2 separate regions of the Capsicum annuum genome follow, and region 1 is linked to region 2. The links are chromatin contacts, called in public Hi-C maps. All regions are on one chromosome and are shown on one strand. The core of a region is the stretch at or near the end of the contact, and the rest is flanking DNA. Distances in the headings are between cores, read along the strand shown. Region 1 has its middle 46 kb from the start of LOC107869683. Region 2 has its middle 160 kb from the start of LOC124897986.

Region 1 (3,254 bases), core at 662-3,161, 150 kb before region 2:
TCAATAAAGAACACAATGCTTAAAAGAAACTATTATTCAACAATTTTTCTTAACAAAGGTGTTGTATATATAGTTATCACTAATGAGAAGCCATTTGTCAGTGTGTTCACGTGAATTGAGATATTTTTTCCTTATTAAAAAGTTCCTAAAATATAAAAGGAGCAATTGAATGTTTATTATGGAAACAAAAAAACTACTTAAACATAAAAAAAATAAAAAATTATCATGCTTTTTCTTCCAAAATTGCTACGACTTCTTATTTTAAAAAATATATTGTTTTCTTACCATATATTTTAGGATTCCTTAATTTTTAATTTTAAATATTATAAATATAAAAATAGTAAAAAGATACTTTTGTCTATTGCGGAGAATTTAATAAAGGGTAAAAAATTCAAATCACTTTTCTAAGGGTCTTCATACTTTTAATATATTATAAATATAGATTATAGATTATAGATATAGATTTATACCATAAAAATTTATGGTATATTTATATATTATATAAATTATATTTATATCATAAAAATACATGGTATATTTATACCATACAAATTATATTTATATCATATAAATTATATTTATACTATAAACATACATGGTATATTTTAGATATAAAAAATGTATATCATGTAATACTGAAAATGTATATTTATATTTAATAAATATTTTTTTAACAAGAAAAGTACTTCCGACATAATGAGATATACCATGAATATTTATCCTATAAATTATATCAAAAATATAATAATAATAATCTAATTTTGACATAAATTTTATTTATACAACAAAAATACATGGTACATCTGTACTTCCAACATAATGACTTTATTCCATAAATATTTATACATAAAAAATTATGATTAACCCATTACATTAAATTTAAAATACACGATAATGAAATAATATTCGATGATAACATACATGAAAACAAAACGAAACATACACGAGCAAATAATGAAATACTTAATTTATTTAAAAATATTTGAATTTTGAATATAAGAGAGAGAAAGATTTGAAAGCACGGATTATCTTTTCCACTTTTAATTTGAAGATTGAAAATATATCTTTTCAATTAAGGTGAATTGAAAATTAGTTATAGTGTAAAATTGAGAATTATAATTATCTTTTCTAATTTTTTTTAAATGGCTATATATGTAAAAAAAAAATAATTATTTTTGTAATATTAAAAACATACTATTATTTATGTAATTAAATTTTAAGGATGACTATTTCATATAATTTACTTAAATAAAAGGGCAAAATAGGTCCAATAGGTAGATGAGAAGGGTATTTTAGGCCTAATAGATAGGTGAAAAGGGTATTTTAGGCTCAATAGGTAGACAAAGTGCGTTTTTGTACCATTTTATATAATTGAAAGATATTTTAGGCCATTTTTCATTTTCTTAATAAGTGTCTCAACTAAAAATGTGACAAGTAAAATCGAAGAGTAGATAATAGTCACATTAGTCAATTTACATCCCTTATTAATTTTTTCTTAAAAGTTGTGCAAAATTTATACTACATCCAACTATTTTAAAATAGATAATAAAGTCATATTAATCAATTTACATTCTTTATTATTTTTTTTTTTAAAATTCTGCAAAATTTATATTGCATGCTAACTATTTTAAAACGAATAGAATATATCAAAACTAAAAACATTAGATAATATGAACCGCAACAAAGTGAAGAAAAAGAAGTCTTAAAACACTGTATAATATGAAATGCACTAAAGTGAAAAAAGTCTTAAAAAATTATACTATTTCAAATATTAAAATATATTACAGTAATATTACTAATCATTTCTTATTTAACAACAACAACAAAAATCAAAGAGGGTGAGCGTGGAGGGTGGGGGTAAGGGTGGGAGGGAGAACTAAGAAGCAATATCAATAAAACAAAAATGAAAACCTTTCCTATAATTTGCAAAGACCAAGACAAAAAAGGCAATACACAATAACAATATCATTAGACTTATGAGGCTGTGAGGAGGACCAAATTCGGTGATTCTCGTTTAAATATAAGAGTAATCCGCCTCTGACAACTAGCAAGTATCTTGTAAAATTAATTTAGGTGTGAATAATCTGATTCCAACGTCATAAATATAAATAATAAATCGGTGTTTAGACAATTAAAATAGTTCCAAATCTAGGATTTGTCATACATCTTTTTCTTTTCTTTTTTTAATTTGGTAAGAAAAATAGGTTTTGGCAGCTGGAATATTTTTTTTTACCATCAAAGAAACTTCACGTCGATATTTTACCCTTTCTCTGTATTTTAATCTTCAAATGGAACAAAACGAAAAGTAAAAAAGAAAACCCAATTACATGCACAACCAACTAAAGCGAGAATTACCAACATGGTTTGTGGTGCAGTGGATGGGGACATGGGGTTACTCCACCCTTAACCAGAGGTTGAGGGTTTAACCCTGGGTATGGAGAAAACTTTATTGAGAGCGCTGTCACCTTAATGGATCCTACAACGCGTGATCTGAATTAGTCGGGGATCCAATACGGACACCAAACATCGGATGAGAAACCAAAAAAAAAACTAAAGCGAGAATTTCCAGTGAATTACATTTTTAGCTATGATAATTAACAGCCATTTGAGTTGATCCTAGTACTTTGATCTTGTAGTCTGTGTGCCTCGCAAATCACAGGCTAGTCAAACGGTACATTAAAAACTATACCAATATAATATAAGATAGATTACATGTAATAAGCTGTGTGAAGATAGTTTGATGATGTGAAAATTATCTATGCATACAATGTATTTTTTGAAAAAATTGTGTTTATTAAAATATATATCTTAAATTCAATAATAATTATCAGATTAAAATTTATTAAAACAACTTTTCTATCTCAGATTAAGCTATGTGAAGAAAGTTTGATGATGTAAAAATTAGAGAGAAAGCATCAAAAAAACTCGTGAACTTGTCCGCGCAACTTATTTTAGCACTTAAACTAAACTTTTATTTATTTATTCCCTTACATCTTTAAAGTGAATTAATTTCAACCCTAGTGCTGACGTGACGTTTTTTTTAAATGAAAAAAAAAAGCGTGAATATTTGGTTTAAAAAAATACTAATATTATATATATATATATATATATATATGCTCCCGCGCGATGCACAGTCATTTTACGTGAAAATTGAATCATTAAAATATTTTATGCAGATAAAAATAACGTTAGAGAATAAGTATGATTTACACGACAATATTCTCGGTATAAATAAAATTATATGTATTATAATT
Region 2 (2,892 bases), core at 256-2,755:
GCATCACATAACTTGCATTCTATGTACTTTATCTTAGTCCTGCTTAACCTGAAAGATCTAAAATCAAAGATCAATCTCCAAACTTTCAGCCTACCGTTAACTTCACCATGTGTCGTCAATTAATATGATATCATATGCAAATAACATACACCATGAAACCTTCTATTAAATATGCCTTGTTTATTCATCTTTCACCAATGCATATAAGGTGGACTATGAGTTTATCCCTGATGCAACCTTATATTGACTTGAAAGTGTTCAGAGTTTCCTCTCTTATGTCTTGACTCCATTTTATATATCCTTAATCACTCTAATGTATGCCACATGTACATCTTTACATTCCATGCATCTCCATAAATTTTTCTCCATTAGACGATTATTGTTAGTATTTTGTTGAGTCAATATGGTTGGAATTCATAGCAAACCTAGACAATGTGGCATAAAAAAACTCCTAAGGATATATTGGGTGATTTGTACATCTTTGGACTTAAAATATAGCTAAATTCGACATGGAAAAACTCATAACGAAAATGTAGTGTATATTCGGTTATATCACACAAATTTATTCATATATATACACCAATATACTGATATACAAGAAATACATTGATATATGTGGAAGATATACATGAATACACAAGGAATATATAAGGTATATGCATGGTAGATGATGTCGTTTCGAACCTCAAGTTTTTATCTGAATATCAGCTCCAACCTACTTCAAATCATTCTCCAAGAATCTCCAAAATTTATATTTAAACGGATTATTACCCAAATGAATAAATTACAATTGCACCAGATGTAAAAATTCGAACCAAGCATCAATAAAGGAATGGAGGTGGGGTGGGAGGGAGCCCATGAACAATGTGAAAGAGAAGGAAGAAGGAACGATCCTTTGGTTAGGTTCGAACTTGATGGAATAGAGTGAATTATGATTACGATGATGGGAATTGGCTTACACGTGTCTTCTAAGCATTTCTTTACATATTGCGGAAAATATTTTTGGGATCTCATTCACTCGCTTAATTTCAAGCTAGTTTCTTGTTATTTTAGTGGACAGCGCTCGTGATTTGTTGGTAACGTCTATGGGCTATCTTGTGCTAATAATAAAAAGTTTGTGCTATTTTATGTTGTTTACTGAGTATGATTGTTATGAAATGTCAAATTTTTTTTTAACTCATTCAAATTCAATTTATTCGTTGAGTATGATTGTTATGAAATGTCAAATTTTCTTTTAACTCGTTCAAATTCAATTTATTCGTTGAGTATGATTGTTATGAAATGTCAAATTTTCTTTTAACTCATTCAAATTCAATCTATTCGTTCATTTGACGCCCCTACGTTCAGTCAAACATTGTAAATAGTATATGCTGAAATGATTTATCATATCCCTCCAAGATTCTCTGTGTTGGTCTTTTTTCAAATTAAGAAGTTCTCAATGAGGGAAGGAAAAGAAAGGCAATTTCTCTTTATTTAAAAAGATTGGTCCACGGGAGTTGAACAGGTGAGTTAGTTATTATACATAGAAGATAGAAGTGTTAAATTTAAAAAGGAGAAGACTGTCTTGGAATCTAATGTATATATTGCCTGGAAACCACTTCAATCTTTGTAAAGTTTCAAGTATAAAAGTTTATCTTTCACATGAATCCCACTCCAGCCTCTTTAGCAACCTTTTCCTTCCTCTATTATTGATTCACAATCAATTATTGTTTTCGGGAAAAAAGAAATGAAAAATTGACTTTTCCTACCAAAAAGAAAAGGGAAAATTCATTTGGCCACAAAATTTGGCCATAATAATAATAAATTTTATTCACACAGTAAATTAGCTTTCTTTTGAACATTTTTGCCCCTTTCATCTTAAATTTAAAATTCTTTCATTACTTGTTTTATTACTCTTTCCCAATACATTGGAAACTATCCCAATACATGAGAATGGACAATTTAACATAATTTTCATAAATATGATTGCATAGTACTTATTGCTTGAAAAGAATAGTCTAGGATAAAAATAATAATATAAAATTAATTAATTATATTCTCATATATCAAAAATCAGTGTGACCAAAGTAGTATTATAATTATACGTTTTATCATATAAATAATTCTTATTTTTTTAATCTTTAATTTTAAATTTTAAATCTCTTTAGTTTATATAGATAAATAGGAGATATAGATATATATCTTAAAACCTATCAATATTTTGAATAACTTTTAGTTTTTTATTTTTGTTGAAATCTGATTCGTAGTTTAGTATTACATAAAATAAGCAATTATCAAAATTTCCAACACAAAAAGTTAATTATTTTTTTATGAATTCAGTTGTATAATTTTAATTATGCTATAATTTTTCTCATGGTAATTCAAATGATTTTTTTTTCATTTCAAATATTTTCTATCTATTTTTAGAAGTAGAGCAGAAAAAAGTCAACATAACATTTAAAAATTTTGCATAAAAATTTTCTTTTCTCCGTCACTTACTTTTTGCATAAAAAATTTCTTAGTTGGCAAAAAAAATTACCCTATATTAATCTTACACTTAAATTATATATACATGATAAGAAAAATACATAAAGAAAAGAATAAAAAATATTTACGATTTTTAAAATTAAAAGTTTGCATAGTTAAATAATTTTTAATATAATATGACAATATTTTAATAAAAATAATAAAAACTTAAATCACTTTAGACGTGGTAGACATTGACAAGTTATAAAAATCATATAGTTCATAAGCGTGTCGACTTTGATTAACAATAACCTAAGAGAGTCACACATTGATATTGTAGTCTTGCGTCACTATGTTACGCCGATTTGATAACTTAGAAACCATTATTTATATTTTTATTAATATATATGACTTCTAATTAAGGAACTATATTAATTTTTATGTTTA

What was found. Hi-C and Micro-C count contacts between places; a contact is called where the count stands out from the background.
Region 1: a contact with region 2 is called in a Hi-C map of placenta, with 3 times the contacts expected there. The contact joins two enhancer-like sites. A contact is called at or near these places in 2 of 5 Hi-C or Micro-C datasets (leaf and placenta).

The regions. Positions count from the first base shown.
Region 1 is chr4:132,618,273-132,621,526 of UCD10Xv1.1, reverse strand. No RefSeq gene overlaps it. Among protein-coding and RNA genes, the nearest start is that of LOC107869683, 46 kb to the left of the region's middle. Within about 2 kb of position 1,911, at least 3 of the 5 cell types and tissues checked have an H3K27ac peak or open chromatin away from gene starts, as enhancers often do.
Region 2 is chr4:132,465,309-132,468,200 of UCD10Xv1.1, reverse strand. No RefSeq gene overlaps it. Among protein-coding and RNA genes, the nearest start is that of LOC124897986, 160 kb to the right of the region's middle. Within about 2 kb of position 1,505, at least 3 of the 5 cell types and tissues checked have an H3K27ac peak or open chromatin away from gene starts, as enhancers often do.